Linked DNA regions of Gossypium hirsutum: region 1 is linked to region 2. The links are chromatin contacts, called in public Hi-C maps. All regions are on one chromosome and are shown on one strand. Each heading gives the region's core, a stretch centred on a gene start, on an enhancer-like site or on the middle of the called end of the contact. The rest is flanking DNA. Distances are from core to core; before and after follow the strand shown. Region 1 holds the start of LOC107934031 (axial regulator YABBY 1). Region 2 holds the start of LOC107952895 (transketolase, chloroplastic).

Evidence for each region. A called contact is a pair of places that touch in the nucleus more often than the background predicts.
Region 1: a Hi-C map of leaf shows a contact between it and region 2, with 1.7 times the contacts expected there. The contact joins the promoter of LOC107934031 here to the promoter of LOC107952895 in region 2. A contact is called at or near these places in 3 of 34 Hi-C or Micro-C datasets (all in leaf).

The regions. Positions count from the first base shown.
Region 1 is chrA07:36,140,211-36,145,840 of Gossypium_hirsutum_v2.1, reverse strand. It overlaps LOC107934031 (axial regulator YABBY 1), which reads right to left and starts at 3,318. Exons shown (of 7, transcript XM_016866365.2): 1 at 2,831-3,318; 2 at 2,513-2,665; 3 at 2,223-2,346; 4 at 1,377-1,425; 5 at 1,153-1,228; 6 at 856-930; 7 at 347-724. The coding sequence starts at 2,926. The coding sequence ends at 635.
Region 2 is chrA07:35,372,058-35,377,454 of Gossypium_hirsutum_v2.1, reverse strand. LOC107952895 (transketolase, chloroplastic) reads left to right here and starts at 1,419. Exons shown (of 7, transcript XM_016888097.2): 1 at 1,419-2,326; 2 at 2,432-2,522; 3 at 2,626-2,731; 4 at 2,815-3,097; 5 at 3,387-3,535; 6 at 3,622-3,775; 7 at 3,915-5,123. The coding sequence starts at 1,832. The coding sequence ends at 4,874.

The DNA.
Region 1 (5,630 bases), core at 2,069-4,568, 770 kb before region 2:
GAGAAAAAAAAATTAGTAAGCAGTTTAAGGCATGACATGGATTAAATCAAAGATTGAATTCGCCTTTAACAATAAAAGATATTAAAATATTTATAAATATTAAAATTTAAGAAAAACTTGTATTTACATAAAAAAAAGAGATGAAATGAGCCAAAAATAATGAAAAAAAAAGAATCCAAAATAATTTGTAAAAAAAAAAATATATTTTTTCATTTATACATAATTGGTTGGACCTGAATTAGTTGATTCGGTCCGGTTATGGCAATATTAAAGCTGAGAGAAAAGGAAAAGGAATACCCAAACCATTGTATTTTGATAAAAGGAAATGAAAGAGAAACAAATAACGTTGAAATTGAAAGATAAAGCTAGGATTGAGTTTTGAGCATTTGAAGTACTTTTATGACATATAAGGCTAATGTCTGAGAAGTAAATATTCATCAGCATCAAAGCCTTCATCTTCATAAGAGTTCTTCGTAGATAAAGATGACATGTTAGCTAGGCTCTTCACAACATCAAAATGCATCCCCATAGTTACTAACATAAGCTACGAAACCCAATGTTTTCAACAGTACACATCTTAACAAATAAGGAAATTAACCTACACAAAAGTAGAAGAGAGAAGGACAACGAAACTCTAGCAGTAGTTTGGACTTGTTTGGTAAGGGGTAACACCCACGTTGTTTGGAGCAAAGAACCCATCTTTCATCACCATCTCCTCTCCTTCCTATATGCACAAAAGTTGAAAGAAAGAAAAAAGCGATTAATGTCCAAACTCCAAAGCAATTCTAACAAAATTTAAAAGAAAAAAAAAACCAAGTAGTTTTACTAGTTTTTGGAGCTTAGGGTTTAATGTACCTGTTGGTGCACGTTAGTTTTCTTCACGGGTTGATCAGGCATAAGTCCGAAATGTATGTGAGGGAAGTGGGCCCACTGAAAATATGAATTTCTTTTCCATACGTTAGTAAAAAATATAGAAAACAAAATTTGTTTAATATACATCAATAGTAGACAGTCACTAAACCCTAACTTTTTATTTTCCCCTTTTTATGCCCATAGCAAAATCACAGCCTATATTGTCAAGGAAAGAAATACTGTTAAAGAGAGGAAAGGAAAGGTGTGTAATAAGAAAGGGATGGAATCTAGGGATCTCACATTCTTGGCAGCGGCACTGAAGGCCTCTCTATGACTAATATCAGGGTTTCCAGCTTTGATGCGTTGGATTTCGTCCCTGCAGAGAGATTTGATTTGATAGATGTCAAGATCATCCTGTCCATCATTGTTCTCATTTCAAATCCATTTTTGATTTTGTAAATATGGAAAGAAGGACAAACAAAGGTAAGGTAAATAATTTATGCATGGGATTAATCACACTTTACTTGATGAAGCGGTTGTAGGCAGATGGGACTCGCTGTCTCTTCTCCGGAGCTGCGCATTATAAAAAACAGACAGAGCACAGACAAACAAAGAGACACATGCATTAAAATCACCTCACTGACTTTTTTTGGTAACATTTTGTCTTTCATTATCTCCCTCTCTCTCTCTCTTCATCATCACCTCATCATCACCATTTTCTCTCAACAGGTACAGATCTATCTTTTGCATGGATTCTTCTTTTCATCATATTTTTTACTTTTAGTTAGCGAAATCTTGAACGCTAGGGTTTGATAGTAACTAGTAAGGTTGCCATTTTATCACCAAAAAGAAGGAAAAAAAAAAGACGGGGCTTTTATGCTATAAAAGAAAACGAAAAAATTGGAGAAAATGAAGTTTGTGAAGATTTTTGTCTGGAAAGCAATAAAAAAGAGAAGACTTTCAAATTTAAAGTAACAAAAATAAGAAGAATAATAATGATCATTCATAGGCAAAGGACTTCTCTGTAACTGCTGCCAAATAGGGATGAAATAGCTAAAAGATTAAATTAAATATCGTTTAAAAATAAGGTGGTCTTAAAAGAAACCCCACCCCCCCAAAAAAAAAAGAAAAAAAAAAGAGAAGAAAGCATTTGAAATATAGGGACGTAGGGTTGTAAAGCATAGGGGTCTTGACGTTTTTATTTGGAATTGGAAAAGGAGCTTTCGCATAGTGAAAACGTTACTTTGACTTCTCAAGAAATAGACCCCCAGATAGATTTGTGTGGCTAAGCTTCTAAATTTCTAGCTACTGAAAAGGGAGATTTGAAGAATAAAAATAAAAAGCAATGATTAAATGTTGAAGAATCTCACGTCTATTGACCACCGGAGGTTTGGGAATATCTTCAGCACCTCCATGAATAGGAGGCATAAGAGAGTTATTTGGGTTTGGCTGATTGATTACCATATTTGTTGTTGCACTACTTCGGATCTCCTCCTGCCACATTGTAAAATTGTAAATAAATTGTAACCCAACTTTTGGACTAAAATTTAACTAGAAACTAAGAGTACGTGAAAAATTAAATAGGGAAGCAAGTTTAGACGGTTAATCAAGTTTGTTGATTTGAAACCCTAATTTCTCGAGAAAGAAAATACATGCATACCAGGAGATTGTGAGGAGTGAAGAAAGAATGACCAACGTGATGCTGATTAGTTGTAGGAAGAAGGAGACCAAGCATGTTGACAGACAAAAGATTGGTGCAGTGACCGCATCGAACCGTAACAGTCTTGAACAAGCTAGTGCGAGGAACACTCACCTGAGAAAATGAGAAACGATACAAAATACAAGAAGGAACATAATTGTAAAAAACAACAACAACTACTAAAACATGTATAAAAGCCAAAAAAAAGGGACTTTGGAGGAGTAATATGAAGCAGAATGGGAACGAAAAGAAAAGAGAGAAAGGGACAGGAAATGATACAGCGAGAACAGTGTCACAGAAGTTGCAATGGACGTAACAGAGCTGATCGGAGGGAGAGACGTGGTCCGGTGAAAAAGCAGCTGATGAGGAAGACATCCTTCTTTTTCTTTTCCTTTGTTATTATTATTATTATTTGATATGAAGCTTTGGATCTGATTGATTGATAGATTGACTGATCAGTAGATATTGATAGGTTTCTCACAACTTGATCTGATCCTCTTGGATGTTGAGTTATGCTAAGGTAGAGATACAAAGAAAGGATTGAGGAAAAGATAGAAAGAGGGATACTACTAATATACTAGGAGATGTAACAGAGGCAGAAAGTGATTTCAAATATTGCTCATTTGTACATGGTTGTAGTTTCAATGGCAATTTGTACAGGTTATGGATGTCTCTTAAACAGGCCTGAGGCCCCGGTTGAAACCGAAAAAAAAAGAGGAAATAATAATAAACGGCTTTAGGTTTAAAGGCAAAAGAAAAATGAATGGTTGGCATTCCCAATGGATGTGTGCTTGTATTAGAGAGAGAGAGAGAGAGAGAGTAGAAGTAAGAAAGGGACGTGTGCATGCATGGTAGTGAATAGCTTTGGCTCATTCACCTGTTGTTTTCACAGTTAAGATTAAAAAGAGGGGGCTCGGTGAACCCTTTTCTCGGTTCTCTACAATTCCATGGCTGCCTTAACCGGGCAACATATATCAATTTTTTTATTTATAAAAAAAACCTCCTTTTCTAAAATTATTTTTTTAACTCAGCACTTGAGAAAAAATCAATATGAGAAGTATATAATTGATTGTTACCTAAAAAAAAAGTATATAAATAATATTTTTAAAAGAAACAATTTATATGATTTGTAAATTTTTAAACTATTTTTTTAACTTATTTTAAAACTTCTTTATAGTAAGGTAGAGGGCAATGGTCTCGCTCCCCCCAATGGTATAATTACTACTAAATTCTTTGAAAAGTTATAAAATTATAAATTAATATAATTGTAAAATTATTTTTGACTCTTCAAAAATTTATAATTCAAATCTAATTCCCTAAAATTTTATTTTCTCCTTTCCATCTCCAAATGAAGAGGTAAAAATGCTATCATTTCAAGAATCAAAAGATTTTTTTATACATATATATTAATGACAAATGTAAACATAATAATTTAATTGATATATATATTGTTGATACAAGATACAAAGAAAGAGGATAAGAAGGGGTAAGAATGAGATCAAGTGGTGCTATGGAGGTTGGATCACCTGTAAAGGCCGAGAGTTGGGACAAGGACAATAGTACAAGGTGATTGAGAGGATAAATGTTGAGAGTAACTTTAGGGTGCTGAAAAGTCGATCCCCTGTTCTTAGTTCTCCAAGGTATTTATAGGAAAGGCTCTCTTGTCCATTGGTATGATATTGGCTAGATAAATATTTAATCCCATTAATTGCAAAACAGATAATCATAGGCACATGTTATGGGATTCTATTAGCATGAGGTAGTCAAGCCTAAATAGACTCCTTATTGTCTTGGAAGAGTGTTCAAATTAGGATAGCATTCTCTTTAAGCTTGAATGGTAGGTTTCGTTTGAAGTGGGATGGTGGGTCATGCTTAGGAAGCCAATGCATAGTCAACAACATATCTTGGGTTGACATGTGTCCTCTTGGTAAAAGGTATATACTAATAGCCCCCTAGTCGAGCGGGAGGTAATAAAGTGGCCTTCCGCGAGACATGCTTCGAGGCTCCCTTAAAGGTTTATCTAGTTGGAGAAGATGAAACATCATCAAACAATTGTCATACATGCGACATTCTTTTGGGAGTAGTTGTAACAACCCAAATTTCTGTGGGATCGAAAAATGTGGTTTCGAAATTGATATCCTAGTTCGTAAATATTATTATTTAATATTTACGAGTATAATTTAGTAATACATTGAACTATGGTTTAGCAACTTTTCTAATTGGAAAGCTACTTAAAGTACTAGTGTATCAACCTTAAACTTAGTGGTTTTGGAAAATGAGGTATTGGGACCTCTTTTTTCATAAATTGAGGTTGTAAATATTTACAGAGTCATTGTATAAGTAGATTACATTTTTGATAAGTAATTTTTCTGATTTAGTGATTAATTAAGGTAGAAGGACTAAATCGTAAAAATTATAAAATTTTATCGTTATAGATTTTTATTAGTTAAAAGGCATAATTGGTAATCATTTAAGGACCAAAGTGGCAATTGGACCCCATCTAGAATTGGGGTGGACGGTTATGTAGTGTTTTATGGGAAAAATGTTTAAAAAATATTATAATTAAATTAATATAAGTTTTTAAAGCATAAAAATGATAAAATCAAAGTCATCATCTTTATATTTCTACCATTACCATTTCTTCAAAAAAAGGAAAGCTTGGGAAGCCGTGGCTGAAGATTCATATTCGGCCAAACTTGTGTTCTTTGCATGGTAAGCTAATTCAATCATGTTTTTTGTAAATTTTATATTTTTGAGATTGTTGTAACTTGATTTAGCTAACCTGTGTATCCGTTTTCACAATTTTTAAAGTTTTAAAATGTTGCCATTGATGAATTTTTATAAAATGAAATTTGTTAGTTTTTAGTTTAGGGACTAAAATGTAATTATTTTGATATTGTCATGGACTTTCTATAATTATAGATTTAGAGAGTTATAAAAGGATAAAATTGAAAACGAATTGAAAAACAAAGCTTAAATGTGAAAGTTATGATTGTTTCAGTTTTATGGGCTAAATTAAATAAAATGTAAAATTTTAAGGAATTGTTGTAAAATGAAATTGGATTGTTATATGCATGAA
Region 2 (5,397 bases), core at 170-2,669:
CATAACACAATATGATCATTAACAACCACAAACACATCAAAAACTTAACAAAAATGCAGGTCCAGACTACCTTCTCATAAGCCGAAAATTTAACTAAATTTATTGAAATCTTAGATATCTTGATCAATACTTGTTCCCATTGCTTAAACCTGATTCTAATAATCTTCATAATCATTTTAGAATAGATCCTAACCACTTAGAACACTTAAAATCTCAGATTAAGTTTTCTGGAAAATCATCACATATGAACATTTAAGAGGGAAAACCATCAAATCTTTAAAATCTCGTAACGATTTGCTAAAATAAGATTATAAATCTCTTAATCATATCAAAATAAGATGGAAATCATTTAGAAATTAAAGTTTAGCTTGGAAATACTAATTTCACCATTTTAGATCTCAATTTCGACTTAAATCTTTAGATCCATAGAAATCTCATTTTAAATGATCAAATCTTGATTTGAAAAAGCAACATGCATGGAAGTATAGTCAAGAAACAGAATCTCACCTTGATTGGAAAAGAAAAATGAACTAGAAAAGAATGAGAGAATTGGTGAAGATTTTGAGAGTTTTCTCGAAAATTGAGAGGAAATTTTGTTTTTGGCAGAAGAGAAAATCAAGGAGGTTAGTTGTTTTGGAGAGAAAATGTGCAGATTTTTGTTTGGCAAATTTTTAAAATGGAGAGAATGACGGAAGAAAAAGGTGAGTTGGTTTTATAGTCATGGGAACAAAACTGATTTTCAAATCTTTGGTATAATTTTTTTTGGGCAACTCTTAAATTTGACATTTTTTACAAATTAACCCTCTTTTAATTAAATTTTTTTTTCTTAATTATTCTTAAATCCAAACTTATTTTTGAAAACTGTTTTAAGGAAAAATTATTTCTGATCACTTAATCCCAAATTACCGAACCTAATCTTAGACCACAATTTTTGAAATTAGTTTTGAGATCCAATTTGGACACCTGGTCCACTAACCTGAATCTACTAGATCGAATGTGACAAATTTTGCTCATGCTATTCGACACTTACAACCAAACTCGACATTTGTAATATCAAGATACCCTAAAAATATATTTAAGAATAACTTTTGGAAAAAAACCTATATGGATAAATGACAAAAAAAATCACAATATCAAAGTTAAAAAATAATAACCTTATAGATAATGTTATTTGAATCAGACCGAACCAATCGGTTTGAAAAATGATTTTGAACCAATTAGATTAGGAATTAATACGAACCAGTTGAATCGATTAAAAATCCGATGGATTTGAATCGGTTAAACTGACGATTGAACCAAAATTTTTAATCTTTTTAATAATATTTTAATCAGACAAATAAATTAGTGGCTTGACTAGTTCGACCATCGATCCGGTTAAAAAAACATTACTTATAGATATATTGTTATTGTTTATATTTGTACCTTTGCATTTATGGAATTTCTACAACATACAGAGCTGTTTTAGATGAAGTTCCCGTCTGTGTTTACTTGGCATGCGTAACTGCACATGTGGATTTGATTGCATGAATAATGCAGCAAGGAGTGCAAAATTTTCCATCAGTGGCCTAAAGTTTAAGAATTTATTTCTCCAGAATATCTTTTAGTAAAAAAAGAAAAAAGAATGAAAGGCAGAGAGAGCGATCTGAAATCGTTACCCACAAGCAATGGTGGAGATATAAGGGATGTTGGAATCTAACGGTCAGCTCACACTATTTGTCCCTTTGTGTAGACGAGAAGATCAAAGAGAGTTGGTGGCTATTATACTTTGCCTAACTCTACATTTATCAAACAAAGAGGGGTCCCTTCACTATCCTCACCCTCTCAATCAACAATGGCCTCTACTTCATCTGTCAACCTATCTCAAGCCCTCCTCTCTCGCGCTATCTCTTCCCATGCCTCCGCCCAATCCTCCGACCACCGCCCCTCCCTCTCCACTCTCTCTTTTCCCGGTTTCTCTGGCCTCAAATCTTCTATCCCTCGCGCTTCCTCTTCCCGTCGACGCCTTCCCTCCCGCTCCAACCACAAGCGCCAGGTCCGTGCTGCTGCCGTCGAAACAATTGGCACCGCCGCCGAGACTTCCTTGGTCGAGAAATCCGTCAACACCATCAGATTCTTGTCTATTGATGCGGTCGAGAAGGCGAATTCAGGTCATCCTGGGTTGCCCATGGGCTGTGCTCCCATGGGTCACATTTTGTACGATGAAGTCATGAGGTATAACCCCAAGAACCCTTACTGGTTCAACCGTGACCGTTTCATTCTGTCCGCTGGTCATGGTTGTATGTTGCAGTATGCTCTGCTTCACCTCGCTGGTTACGACAGTGTCCTGGCAAGCTTCTTTCATATTCTCTCTTTCCTTTTAAGTAATTTCTATTTTGAGAGCTTTGGTTTTTTGGGAAATGATCAAAATTCATAATCATGGATTATCCTTTAGGAAGAAGATTTGAAGAGTTTCCGTCAGTGGGGAAGCAGAACCCCTGGACATCCCGAGAACTTTGAAACACCAGGAGTTGAAGTCACAACTGGTTAGTAAGACTCCTCTGCTGAAGTGATCGTAATTTTTTTGATAATATCATACTAAACATAAAGCAAATATATGTATTTAAATGTGGCTTTTTTTTTCCCCAGGGCCTCTTGGTCAGGGTATTGCAAATGCTGTTGGATTGGCTCTTGCTGAGAAACACTTGGCTGCTAGATTCAACAAGCCAGACAATGAGATTGTTGATCACTACACGTATGATGATTACTTTCTAGGTCCCTCTTTTCTTTCGTCTGCATGCTTGATCCGTACTGATGTATTAGCCTTTGTTTTCCTAGATATGTTATCTTGGGAGATGGTTGTCAAATGGAGGGTATTTCAAATGAAGCTTGTTCACTTGCTGGACACTGGGGACTTGGAAAGCTTATAGCTTTCTATGATGACAACCACATTTCGATTGATGGTGACACTGAAATTGCGTTTACTGAGAATGTTGAAACACGTTTTGAGGGGCTAGGGTGGCATGTTATCTGGGTCAAGAATGGAAACACTGGCTATGATGAAATTCGCGCTGCAATCAAGGAAGCAAAGGCTGTCAAAGACAAGCCCACTCTGATCAAGGTCAGATGTTTCCAACAGGCTTACATTCCTATATCCTATTTGGAACTAATGTGCTTGCATTGTTCATTTTTTTGAATCTTATCTAGAATAATTTGAAGTTCCATATTTCTTAGGTAAACTGACTTCTCTACTAAACCTTTCGTTGAAAAGGCCTGCATCATATTAGAATGCCTTAATTGAAAACTGAAAAAGCTTGCATCTCTCTACTTAATTACTTATTCAACCTTATTATCTCTCTACTGTGTGGTTCAAACTGTCATGTTTATTAAATTCCTTTTTTTCCTTTCAGGTGACAACCACCATTGGTTATGGGTCTCCTAACAAGGCAAACTCATATAGTGTACATGGGAGTGCACTGGGTGCCAAGGAAGTTGATGCTACTAGGAAAAACCTTGGATGGCCATATGAGCCTTTCCATGTACCAGAAGATGTTAAAGCGTAAGGAGATCTCTTGGGGTTTCTGTATATGCATCTGATTATGCTTTTTGGTTTAGTGTTCAAAACTTTCTTTCCATTTTCTGCAGTCACTGGAGTTGCCATACCCCTCAGGGTGCTGCTCTTGAAGGTGAATGGAATGCCAAGTTCGCTGAATATGAGCAGAAGTATAAAGAGGAAGCTGCTGAGCTCAAGGCAATCATCACTGGTGAACTACCAGCTGGTTGGGAGAAGGCACTTCCAGTGAGCAACCTTTATTGTCCTTGCTAAATATGTTTTGACACCTTAATTCTTAGTTGTTCTCTTTCATGGGACTAATACAGTCTGATTAAAGTGGAATGTAAGTCTATATTTTGAGCCCTGTTTTTTGTGCACTTTCCAGACATACACTCCAGAGAGCCCAGCTGATGCTACCAGAAATCTCTCTCAACAAAATCTCAATGCCCTTGTAAAAGTACTCCCTGGCCTTCTTGGTGGAAGTGCTGACCTTGCTTCTTCCAACATGACCTTGCTCAAAATGTATGGTGATTTCCAGAAGGACACCCCTGAGGAGCGCAATGTTAGGTTTGGTGTTAGGGAACATGGAATGGGAGCCATCTGCAATGGCATTGCCCTTCACAGCCCGGGCTTCATTCCGTACTGTGCTACATTCTTTGTCTTCACTGACTACATGAGAGCTGCCATTAGGATTTCTGCCTTGTGTGAAGCAGGAGTTATCTATGTTATGACCCATGATTCCATTGGTCTTGGGGAAGATGGACCAACCCACCAGCCAATTGAACACTTGGCAAGCTTCCGTGCAATGCCTAATGTTTTGATGCTTCGTCCAGCTGATGGAAATGAAACAGCTGGTGCATATAAGGTTGCTGTTCTGAACAGGAAGAGACCTTCTATTCTTGCCCTCTCTAGGCAAAAGCTGCCCCAACTTCCTGGAACTTCCATTGAGGGAGTTGAAAAAGGTGGCTACATTATTTCAGACAATTCTTCTGGCAACAATCCCAATGTAATTCTGATTGGAACTGGTTCTGAGTTGGAGATTGCCGCTAAAGCTGCCGATGAACTAAGGAAGGAAGGCAAGACCGTTAGGGTTGTCTCCTTTGTTTCTTGGGAGCTCTTTGATGAGCAATCAGATGCCTACAAGGAAAGCGTTTTACCATCTGCTGTATCAGCTAGGGTGAGTATTGAGGCTGGATCAACATTTGGGTGGGCGAAGATTGTTGGATCCAAGGGGAAGGCTATTGGAATTGACCGGTTCGGGGCAAGTGCACCAGCAGGCAAAATATACAAGGAGTTTGGCTTGACTCCCGAGGCTGTTGTTGCAGCAGCAAAAGAACTTTGCTAAGCTTGCTTAGAAGTGTCGGGAGAAATTTGTGGTTCTGGGTTGGAGGTTACACTGAAGAGAGACCATTCCATTTGTGACAGTCTCGTTTGTTTTTAATAAGAATCAGAATCCACTTATATTTTATGTTGCCTGTGATTCATCAAAAAGCAAAACATAGAGAGAAAGGGAGGGTAGAGTTTGTGTATGATCATCAATTTGTAATTTACTCTCGGACTTTTTCCCAGAGTTTTGCGATACTTGTTGCTTCAAGTTAGCTTGCCCTTTTTTTTTTCTTATGTTTTGAAACAGAGTTGTCTACTAGTGTAATCTAGCCATTATTTTGATCAAATATGCTTGGCCTAAGATGTAAGACCAGTTTGTATAATGTTGGTTTTCCAAATAACCAGCTTGATTCTGCATAAATGCATTACTTCTATCCTTTGTTTGAAATTGGTGGTTAGAATCCAGCCAGGAGAAGATTTCATTTCATTAAACTGGATGGGATTGAGAAATGGTTTATAGCCATTCGAAAAAGGCTATACAT